2 separate regions of the Siniperca chuatsi genome follow, and region 2 is linked to region 1. A link is a contact called in public Hi-C data. All regions are on one chromosome and are shown on one strand. Each heading gives the region's core, a stretch centred on a gene start, on an enhancer-like site or on the middle of the called end of the contact. The rest is flanking DNA. Distances are from core to core; before and after follow the strand shown. Region 1 overlaps chka (choline kinase alpha). Region 2 holds the start of ldhd (probable D-lactate dehydrogenase, mitochondrial).

What was found. Hi-C and Micro-C count contacts between places; a contact is called where the count stands out from the background.
Region 2: a Hi-C map of liver shows a contact between it and region 1, with 2.5 times the contacts expected there. The contact joins the promoter of ldhd here to the enhancer-like site in region 1. A contact is called at or near these places in 2 of 3 Hi-C or Micro-C datasets (liver and skeletal muscle).

What each region holds. Positions count from the first base shown.
Region 1 is chrLG4:25,493,178-25,499,345 of ASM2008510v1, reverse strand. It overlaps chka (choline kinase alpha), which reads left to right. Exons shown (of 11, transcript XM_044194306.1): 11 at 1-3,230. Among protein-coding and RNA genes, the nearest start is that of LOC122875326, 22 kb to the right of the region's middle. Within about 2 kb of position 3,640, the one cell type or tissue checked has an H3K27ac peak away from gene starts, as active enhancers do. A contact at or near this core is called in liver, where this site is marked.
Region 2 is chrLG4:25,577,630-25,583,607 of ASM2008510v1, reverse strand. ldhd (probable D-lactate dehydrogenase, mitochondrial) reads right to left here and starts at 2,895. Exons shown (of 11, transcript XM_044191994.1): 1 at 2,739-2,895; 2 at 1,749-1,861. The coding sequence starts at 2,831. fam169b (protein FAM169B) reads left to right here and starts at 4,437. Exons shown (of 9, transcript XM_044191996.1): 1 at 4,437-4,567; 2 at 5,362-5,505; 3 at 5,863-5,965. The coding sequence starts at 5,380.

The DNA of each region.
Region 1 (6,168 bases), core at 2,391-4,890:
GTACAGTAATTTTGATAAAGGGGTATTTAGTAAAATATGGCTTGAACAAGACCTTTCTGCTACTGAGAGCTGAGTCATTGGTGTTAATCACCTTGTCAAACCCACACACACACTGGCCACATATTATGGCCATTGTCTGCTCTAGCGTGGTGAAAGTCTTACTTAATGCACTTTTAACAAAGGAATTCAGCACTGGAACAGTGAAGCACTGTGCCCTGTGTGCATCAGGCTTACCTCATAGGTTCAGCTTTTAGGCTTTCTGCTATGCAGTGGGATAATTGTTTAAAATAAGAGATGGTCAGAGTGATTACTATGACTAATTTGTCCTGCTGTCTCTCATCCAAACATCCTGAGACATGCTCAATTCTACCTCACTCCATCAAGTCATTGTAAGTGCACCAAACACTCAAGAACTATGCTATTGTACACAGAGACACATATTCGTCATATGCTGCCAAGACAGCCTTCACTTTAAATGAGACCTGGATATTTAAACTTTTTGTTTATTTTCACCCCTCTCATTTTGGTCAAAAGTTTGTTGGCATGATTAGCATTCCTCCTTCCACTCTAATTGATACAAGTGACCACAAGCTAGCTTTTCAGCTCACCGCTAGTGTAGCGGTGCCTATTAGACTTGCTATAACAATTACAGCAAAGCTTTCCATACTAGAAATCATTTTCAATTTTTTTTTTCCCCCCCATCATGTTTGCCATATTGGAAGGGTGCAGTACCCAGTGAAGAACAGACTAAACTTAACCTTTCGCTAAGCCCAACCCCTCATTTAGTGTTGCTACCCCTTTCAAGCTTTTCATTTATTTTTTTTGTATTTTTTTTTTAAACAATGGGTCCTTAATGTCAGACAGTGGTAGATGATGGTAATGACAACTGTCACTAGCAGATTTTATCAGCTGTGGCTAGCTAGTTAAGCTAACGTAAGCGCCATGAGTTCTTTGAAAATGATGTCTCCGGCTGTCTTTTTAATGTTTCCAATTAACTTGTTTAATACAAGAACTCCTGAAAAAAGGGGTCTTAAATATGCACTTGATGACTACATACATGATATCACCATACTACATACATGATATGAATCTAAAGCCAAATACCCCAGGCAAAAAGTCAGCATCTTCACAAGTTAATGATCCATGTATAAGAAGAAATAAATGAGCAGCATTGTTATTGTATTGCAGAGTTGAGCCAGTTAGTCCTAGTATTGTAAGTATGATAGTATGAAGTAAAAATATAAGATAAGTTTTTCTTTCTAACATTAATTTGTTTGGCTGCTTATCTTATATATTTGTTCGTATTTTCAAACAGTATAACTTTTAATGTTAAGAAAGAAAATGATGATGTGTTTGGCAAATGCAACGCTTCATTTGGTAATGGGACATGGAGTTGGGAGTGTTGCTTCCCCAAATCCAACAAGAGCAGGACAGAGCCGCTAACGCAAAACTCTGATAGCATCCAAGATCAGCTTCCGAACAGTGGGGAAATACTACACAGTTGATGTGCTAGTTGTGAAGTATTCTTTTTTTATGTAACCCCACAAGCTAATGTATTTAGCTAATGATATGCTCTATTGCCTTGGAAGTAAGGCTTCGTTACCAGTGTAAGTTAGGTAGTAAGCTAGTTAGCTGGACATGCTAACAATTGCTGTTTAGACAGTGACACTGTTTAATGCATTCCTAACACTTTTGCTCTTGTATTTCTGGTTTTGAAAAGACTAAAAGAAAAAAATGTTTTTTTAAATGCTGAGTATCACTCTTAGTACAACCTCATGCAGAATATGTGGAGAAATCCAAAGCTCGACGGGCCTGCTATGCCGAGTTACAATACTGCTTGGAAACACTTTATTTGATCCTTGTTTGCCACAAAATGTATAATTCATAGTTACTGTGGAAAGATACATGAAGAAATGTAGCTTAAAAACACACCTTTAACTGTACTGTGTGACTGTGCTGCTACAAATGAAAGCTGTGCAGCCACCATAAAGGCTGATGTGCATTTCCATGTTCATTCCTGTTAAGCTGTAGCTGATTTATACATCCCTGTTTACCTGTGAGCTAAGTCGAAGCCACCAAATTGAATATGTGACTATTGTGAAGTGTACAGAAGGTATTACCTCATACTTCTTGTGAGAATAGCTACACAGTGATATACAGTGAACACATAGCTGAACTGGATCATAAAACTAAACTGACCCCTACACCAGTCACCTGATACTGGAACCATCCAGAGGTGTTTGAATGTCTACTGTGGCACTTTTGATCTGAGGACCCGAGAAAGAAAAACAATGTATGTACTTGTGTATTTTCATGTTTAAACATTTGCATGTTGTTGAACTGTGACTCTAAGTTGTTGAAATGTTAGTTTTATTTTACATGAAAGTGAATTTCATTGTTATATTTCCTTTGGAATGTGCTTAATGTATAGTTTTAAATTTATTTTGAGATACAATGGGACTAGGGATGCACCAGCATAATGTGCAGTGGATTATACTGAATAAAATTTAAAAGGTTACTGGTACATCCTTCCTGAGGCAGTAGTATTTACTTTAGCACATATTCTTTCTTTCAATACCATTCAGTGGCTCTTCTACCTAACCTGAATTTGTATTAATTTTGTCTTTCATTTTTGAAATGCATCATTTGCCCTGACCTTTCACTACATGCTTTTTCTATCTCAATTCTTATGTCCTTTTCCATGATTTTTTTATATTTGTTATAGAAAAAATGGACACCGGGATCTGTAACTACAGTACATTCCATAATTATTTCACCTTCAGTATCATGTACACTAAACACTAAAATTTTGATTTAATTGGTTCTTCCAATAAAATTGTAATTTGTTCCCAGTAGTGAACTAACAAACACCCTCACATCTGTTTATACTTGTAATTTCATGTTTGTAATAATCACTAACTAAAATATAGAGGGTCATGCTAAAATCCAAATTATCCAAATATAAAGAATGACAAACTTATCATTCTTGATACTGTACATTGTGTTAATGTAATTCACTTATTTTTTTTGTTAAAAAACACATTGTGCTCTGTGATAGCACCCACAACTACACTATCATGTGACTCACAGTGATAATATTTGCTATCTATGCAGCTACACTGAATGTATATGTACTCATATATACTTTGTAATTGAAAAGGTTTCGAGTGAACTGCTGTAAATTTACTTTTTTGCTTTGCACAAATGAAAATTAAAGAGAAAACAACTGACTGGCCAGTGGTTTCTTTTGTTTGGACATGTATTCATGCTAAATATAGACACCCAGTGAGACAGGTCAAACAAACAAACCATGGTGACTGAGTAAATGGCTGCTTATTTACTTTGAAACTGGTATTCTCACATTCTCTAAGTTTTTCTGTTCAGACATGCATCTCTACAAACTTCCTGCTTAAATGTAGCTGAGAGTTTGCGCTGAGATAAGGACAGCGCTGATGTACACAGCAAGGCAGTCAATACAGATTGTATGTGGAATGCTCATTGAGATAATGGACACTGTGATGAGTGAGACAGTGGAATGCTGCAGTGAGAGCAGCGATGAGTCAGACTTGGCCTGGTGGAGTGAAGCTGCAGCCAACTGCACTATCCATACGCAACGGTCAGATCACCTTAGCCAACGTCACACTGTTGCCAAACAGTATCCTTTCACATTGTTCTGTCTGAGACTTTGCAGAAGCTTTGCAGTTTGACAGCACAGCTTCAGTTTATCAAATTATATATTCTTTTAAATGAGGGTTTGCTGCGTAGACCAAATTTTATTTTTGAAAATCAAGACAATAAACCATCTGTGTGATTCACACTCACAGTCCTGCTTCAGTCCTGTTTTTCTTTTAGATAATTAGAAAATAACACACATCCAGCTGAGCTCATTTGCTAACCAGTGTAAGTTGTGCTCCTTTACTTTTTGTAGTGTCATGGCTCTACGATACTGCCAACAGTAGATCAAATAAAGTGTGTACAACAAAGTAAAAACAGTTTACACGTGTCTGGTTTATATTATGGTGTTTATGGTTTCTCTCTTTAGAGCATTTATCAGTGGTTGGCTTTGCACTTTGCCCAATGAGGATATTCACAAATCAAATAACCATGATACACTGTTGCTTCACAGCACTTCAAAATTAATTAAGATAAAATATTTATTAGCTCCATAGTGCAGCCACGTCTGACAATGATTCATAGATTGTAAGGTGCTAAAGTCAGAAAATCAAATCAGGACAAAGGGGAATAAACCTGGATCAAGGGTGGGCACTCAGCAACCACCACAGCTGACTGTGGTGGGCTGAGACACCTGTTATTCAAGAAAACATTATTCCAAAACATATTTCTCCTTAAGTCAACATCTACCTAATAGAGCAACTACAACCCGGGAAAAACGGGAGTGTTGCCAGGTATGCTCATATGTTAACTACAACTACTTGATAAGCTGGTGATATGGTGGTTGCTGTTTGTCAGCTTGTTTTGATGTTTTTCTGCCCCCTAGTGGCCAAAAAGTGCAGCTTTAACTAAATGACTACATTCCCAATCTACAAAAACACATTTAAGTGTAAAGTACACCCTGGTTTTCACTTGAGCAGTGGTTTTAAAATGTAAAACCTGACATTATAAAATGTGTGTGGAAGGTTCAAGTTGCTGTAGTAATCAGAGTAAGTGGTATACATAAGAGCAAGCCAAGAAATATTGGATTAATGGAATGGATTGCATAACACTTCAGTATGATATAGGGTTGGTGCTTTCTTCAACAGTATCTTTACATAAATGTGGTCACATTCAGGCAAAAAGAGAGTGTTCTGCGGCAGCCAGGCTATTGAGAAATGTCAAGCTACCTCACCCTAAACAATGAACTTAGATTTTTGTATGGAAAATGTCAGTGAGCATAGTTCACCCCCCCACCCCTTTTGTTCTCCAAAGATTCCTGTTGCTGTTGACAATAAAGTAGAAAGGGTAGTGAGATAAAGGTAAGCGGGACAAGAAGAGGCAAAGGTAAGAAGTAAAACTGAGGGAAGGAGGGTGACTGCATGTGTGTTTGGGACTGAAAGGATTGCAAACTCACAGCAAGCAGAGACTGGGGGAAGGGACAGAGATCATTGAACACTGCTTGGAGGGCTGGAAAATTTCTTTCTGTGTGTGTGTTTGTGTGTCAGCTCCCTTCCATTTGTTAGCAAATCCATGAGAAAGACAGAAAAGTCGGTCGTGGTCAGTAAATTTGCCATCACACTGGAAGTTTATACAGTAAAAGCGTTGAGGAAGTTCTATGTTGGGACCCATGTAAACAATGTATATATATAACAATATATATATATCACAGAGTCACGCTGAGGCCTTGGTTCCCACTGCTGACACAGAGACAGACAGGGTGGCAAGAATGCAGTGTAGAGGAATGTTAACAGAGAGACAAAGAGTAGTGGGGAGGCTAAAGAGTTGGCATGGTAAACTGGGGGTTTTTGCCCAGCCAAGTTGCTTGTTTACATCTATGTGACCCGCCTGCAGTCGTGCTTTTGGTAAATAAGATACAGACTGTATTAGTCATACTGGTAGTACTTTACATTACAGCTCGGTAAAAAACATAGTAGTAGTGTGCTAATAGTTTAATAATAAAGAGGCAAAACTATTTAGTAATATTATAGTAATAATTTGGTAATATTTGAGCCCATTCACAGCCCATCCTCATCTACTCACATCTTTCTTTACTTTTCCTCCCTGTTTGTTATAAGAGTAGCGTGGCTCCTTTAAGGAACAGGGCAGTGCGTAGTGAGTGTGTGATGGTGACTGCACTCAGAGGAGACAGGTGTTGACGATCAGAGCAGAGGGACAGGTTAGCAGTGATGTTGTCTAGTGGCAGTAAATGTACAGTGTAGGTCACAGTTTGCCCATGAATAAACACTGCAGCTCCTCAATACCCAAGATGTTTTGTGTATAGTGTTTTTGATCATTTTGATAATCACCTCAGTGCATTAGATAACTGTTAGCGATGTTAGCTAGTTACTCAGTGTAGCATCAAGCTATTACCTGGTTATTACTTAGGTTGCTATGGCCTTAAAACATTTTTTTTTTTTTTTTTTACAGTTGGTGCTTGGAAGAGCTGCCAAAAATGAAAGTGACTGATGCAGCTGTCTTGCGAAAGAGAGCAGCTCTTCCAAGCACCGAATAAGG
Region 2 (5,978 bases), core at 1,646-4,145, 85 kb before region 1:
ACGTTTGGAGCACTTGGATAATTGTGCCATTAGTGCATCTTTAGTGACAGCGCAGATGTGTTGGCTGACTGGACACCTGACACCGCGGTCTAGGCTATTCCCCCAATCCTTTTGATATTTCACTGCTCCACATCTGGCGGCCACCCTACGCCATTATAATCCGTAGTATGATTTATGCTTTTTGGATTCAAATTTTATGTCAAACAATTGCTTTTTGACTTCATCCAAGGTGCGTGTCTCTGTCTGCTGTAATTTATATATATATATATATATATATATATATATATATATATATATATATATATATATATATATATATATATATATATATATATATATATCTGCTCCTAGCTCTCACTGCTTAGTGCTTACGCTTTTGAAAGTTGGATATTTTACAGTCACTTCCGACAATAACACTAATATCTCATAGCCTGAAAAGTTTATCGTCATGGTTTCTTCTATATTTGCAGTAGTAGAGAAAACTACTACTAAACCTGGATTAATGGGGTGCTTGCCTGATAGCCACACTCTAAACTCTGATGCAAGAAATATATTTATTAGGCTATAAAATCTACGTTTCGGCGGACAAAGCCATCTTCATCAGGACTTGTTTTTAAGGCCTACTAAATATATTCTTCACACCAAAATGTGGACTATATTCTTCTCTCCTTTGCACACGAGCCGCATGTCTCAATGCCATTTATGGGGTTGTCTGGTCGTCTACCTATGCTAATTAACACAAACAGGCATGTGCATCGAATTTAGAAACAATTGGGACTCACCATCTGATACACCTGGGGCATGCACAAAATCGAGGGGCTGCGCATGATTCATGGATCCCAAGTAGATTTTTCGTGGGCACTTTTCTCAAAAGCAAAAGTAAGAAGAATTTAAGAAAAGTTTTGTGAATGAGACCCATTGTTTTGGTTTTCCGGCTCACAACTCAGCTCTCATTAACCTCGTTTCCAACCACAGCAGGCAGCTGCTTATCAGCAAAAAAGCTCTGATAAACTCCCTGTACACTACCTGCCCAGAACCAAATGGCAGACAGACAAAGTTAGCAACTAGCTGGTGAACATAGTGGAGCATTTAGCAGCTAAAGAGCCTGATATTTTTTTAAGGAGTTGGTGGAGTACTAAACAGAGTGAGCCTAAAAGAGCGTGACTATTGGACTTAAGCTGCCAAACTGATTGTCGGATTGTCTAATAGTTTCAGAAACCCCCTCCTCCTACACCTTTCCGTCGTCAGATCGGGGGGGCTGTGTCTGACCATTTCTGCAACTTTCTGAAGCCAACAACCCAACACTGACACCCACTTCACACCGTGATTGGCCTGCTGTGTGTAGGTGAGAAAGTAACCTGAGCATACATCCTGCAGCTCAGGTGCTAAGTGGCACTCTGGTCTTGTTTAAAACCTATCTATATGTGTGTGTGCTGAAAACGAATTTCTTTTTTCTCCTAATATGCACATTTGAGCTTCTCTAGCTTTCTCAAGGCCTCACTGGCACAGTATGGATGTACTGATGCTACTTTGTAGTGTCCCTCACCTGCCGTCTGGATATTTTTAAGCCAGGTTTTTCTGTCCTTGAACCACTGGTATCATTTCCTATTTGTTTACTGTCGCACAGCTTGTTACTGTGTTATTTTGGGATAAAATGCAGTTTTTAAAACATTTGCAAAGTATTGAAAACACCATTACCATGCAATATTATGTGTGTGTCTGTGAGAGAGTGAGAGAGAGAGACTGACCTGTGGACAGACTCATCTTTGCCGTGCTGCTCTCTGACGGCTTCACCCAAAAAGACGCCATCCTCACCACATATAGACCTGAATGCAGAGAGCACGCTGTCCAGAGCAGCACTCTGTGCAGACACACAAACACAAATGATTACACACAGCGAAGGAGAGTGAATCACAAGAGAGTGGGAGGAAAAGTACATAAATAAATGTTAGAAATATAACATCGTTCACTTGAATTTAACAGCAGGCTACACTGAAAACTGGCCTTTACATGTTATGTTTTCTCTCTTATGTAAAGAGAACAATGTGTCAAATCCCATTCAACTCTGTCAATTTAATATGTCTAGGCTTATCAACAAAAGCACCTGGCTAGGCCAACAATTATTTAAAAGTAAGAGCCACTGAATCCCGGGAGGTTATGAATGAAGCTTTTTTCCCCTAGACAGCATCGTAAAAGTTTTACAGACATCCACTGCAGGGACCAGGGTCTAAATTAAGTTCCGGGGACATTATTTTACCCCCCTGCTCGGGGGTAGTACTTTTCAGAAGTTACGAGCACAGTACCACACATATATTGTAGCTACCACAATATATAGCCTAGCTAAATAAGGTTGCATAAAGCTAACATTAACCCAATACCCCTAAAATACAACTCAGCTATGTTACATTAACGTTACTGTTCAGTTTTATCATTTATAATCTAGCCTTAGTCGAAAGTCTGTAAGTTAATTAAAGGTAATTAATTAAAGGTATATGGAACAACAGATAGGTTAATAGGTATCTTATGTCCACAATGTTACTACATTGCGTGCTATATTAGCTATGTTAACGTTACTGGGCTGTTATTATGTTATTGGCTTTATTAACGCTAGCACCAAACACACCAAACCTTCGACCTGGTGGTGTTACGTATGAATTTTACGTTCGCTAAACACGTGACCTCTTACAATGCATTGAAATTAAACGATAAAGTGTAACTATTTAAAAAAAAGCACTTACTCTGACTGTGTTTTCTGATTTAATGTTGCGACACTGCAGGACGCAGTGCCGATGAGACAGCAGCCTACGGCTCAGTGTCAAGCCAAACAACATTATTTACCCTGCACCGGACTAATGTCACTGAATCTGGGGCATGACAAATACACGACTTCCGGTAAATTATTTTCAAAATTAATTACAACTACCAAAGAATTACAATTTTTACAATTGCTAAGTCACATTTCTCTATAGGTTCTCATTTTTTCATAGAGAAATGTGACTTAGCAATTGTAAAAAACCTGTAAAGCCAAGTCAAGTCAGTTTTATTTTTATAGTACAATATCACAAATCACAAATTTGCCTCAAGGGTCTCCACCATGGAGACCTGGAAGAGGACAGACTACACAAACACACAAGAGGCAAAACTCAAGCACACCATTCACACAGGTAGGAGAAAGGAATAGACAAACACAGAGGGAGAGACAGAGACTAGAGGACAGGCTGAATCTCATGGAGAACGAAGATCCAGATCCAAACCGACAGCCAGGGATCCCGGGACGGCCGATGGTCCAGCACAGAGGAGCCTGAGTGAGAGAGAGAGACACACGCAACTGTGCTTGTGGGACACAAACAATGTTAAAGAGATGCAGTGTTTTTTAGAAAGTTTACAATATTGTCGTCGGCAGGACAAACATGGACTATAAGTACTGGGCTTAATAGATTCATTGAGACTGAGAGCGACCTGTCGGCAGGGTAATGGAAACAGGTAGAAGGTAATCAAGAATAAGCGCAAACTTAAGGCGAAAAGATGAGTGTTAAGTTTGGAAAGCATAAAGCACAATTACAAACAATTATACAAAAATGCTTTACTGTCACATTTATAATACTTTATAATTAAGTACCTCACAGTCCGGTTAAACGTTGCACTGATGATGCATATTTCCTGATTTTGAAAGACAATGATCAATTTGCATTCATTTCTAGCATGTTAGATTACTGCTATTGTCGTGTCAAAAAGACTTAAGTCTTCTTCTTTTTTTTACAATTGCTAACACACGTTTCTCAATACTGAATTCACTTGTTCAAAACGTTTCACACAGTCAGCACAACAGAAATCAATGTGGACTAAACTGTGGATCACTTTTCATTGCTTTTCAGTGAAATAAGAGACATCTTGTGTCCAACAGTTGATCTTTTAAATTTAAAACATTTTGCATATTCATAGATTCTGGATTTTTCAATGAGAGATGTAATTGTAAGAATTTTTAACTAGGTGATTGAACATTTTTGTCAGACTTTTTTTTTATCAGACACAAATTACTGTTCCAAGCTGTGCATTTTTATATTCATCTGTATCTTAAAACGTGTCTGGAGGTGATCTTTAAGAGTGTATGTTTGTATGTAGAGAGTAACAAAAACTTTATAATGAAGCAAAACTCACATCAGGAAAGATTTAGGACCAAGGCCCTTTAAGCTGATATTTAGGTTATCCTCAACTAAACTTATTATTATATGTATATATTATATTATATTTATTTTTCATTTATTGATGCATACATGTCATTACATTGCATTACCCACAAAATGCAGTTAAAGTGGGTTTGGAAGTTTTTGAAGGAAATAATTGGACATTAACTTTGTCATACCAGAAGATTTGGATGTCTGTATATTCCAATGTTTACTTTTTCAGGAAAACTTTTGTACTTATTCTGAAGTCCACCTCATGCGTTTCCGGTCATGTCCTCGCTAATGCCGGCGAACTTGATGGAGTTTGCTTGGACGAAGTGAGGCAAAGCTTCTGTCCTATCAGAGGGTGTCGCTGCAAGCCAAAAAAAACAAAACAAAACAAGGTGGGTTCAAAGTGAAATTTAGGGAAGTTACAGGTGGGGCTGGAAGCGTCTCCTGTCAACGTATATTACTCTACTACACCATAACTTATTCAGGCGTAAAGTAAGTTAATTAGCTGTGACGCCTTACCACAACATTTGTTATAAAATCGTTCTGCGAGGCTTTATGTGAATTGTCCTTACATGTTGTTTTTGTTAGCATTGCTAAGTTAGCAGCTCAAAGTGCAGTTCACAGCATATCAGTCATAGTGGGTATGAACAGATCTGTCAATTTAATGCTGCCGTGCCCGTGAACTCGCTTAAGGACGTCACGATGTCACTCTGAATCACCAATAGTAGCTTTTCAAATTCAAGTATTGCTTTCTAATACACTCAAGTGTTTTTATTCCCATAACTTGAAATAATTTTTAATTGAAACACTACCATCCACACAGCCACCGACATAATGGGTGGATGGCGAACTGTGACCTGAAAGTTAATGTTAAGCTACAAGCAGGTTCACCTGCGTTAATTAACTTATGTACCGATCTTACCATAAGGAACTAACAGCTTGCCAAAGATCATTAGTCATCTTCTACTTGATATTCTGTGTCTGCACAAGAAAGGCAACTTTAAACTGCCAGAATTTTTAACTTAGTCTGGTGGAAGGACATTTGCTCTGTACGAGAAAACTGGACAGAATACAAGCAGTTACCCTAATTACTACTGGTGTCATTACATCCATAAAGTCAAGGGACATATTTGTTGTTTGTTAATGTTTTTAAACCGTTGTAAATGTGTAACTACCCCTTAAACAGCTGTCCCTTTGAGAGGCCATGTACCCTGTAGACCTTCCTGCTGTGGATGACACTGACCTGACATCAGCATCTGAACAGTACCTCTCTTCTTTGGAGTCAAAACCTCCTAATAATGAGTGGTTTCAATCATCACAGACGTCAAAGGTACCATAACACTTGTAATGTCTCCACTTTCATAATGATGATGATGATGGTTTTTACCATCTCAAATGGAGTATAGGCTGAAATATCCATAATATTCACCTCTTAATTTCCTCTTAATTTAATTACTGGTAAAAAAAAAAAAATGGGAGCATGGTGAAGTTGCAAATATTTGTAAACATCCTTGACACTGGTTTTGTTGATTGCTCCTGAAATGTTTTCTTTTAAGTATAACAATTTTGTTTGACATTAGACAAAGAAAAGTATGTTTTTCAAAAAAGTGTGTTTGTTGATACACTGGTGTCTTCAGGTCAGAGAGTGTAGATAAAGATGCATGAAGTCGTCTTCCTGTCTGGTCAGGTAGCGATAACAGCAAACAATGTAAGGCGGTTGCAGCTGTTTGAAGATGACCAACCTGACTGTATATTGCTGGCGCTTCACCCTCCTGATGATCCAACACAAGGTTTGGAACTAAA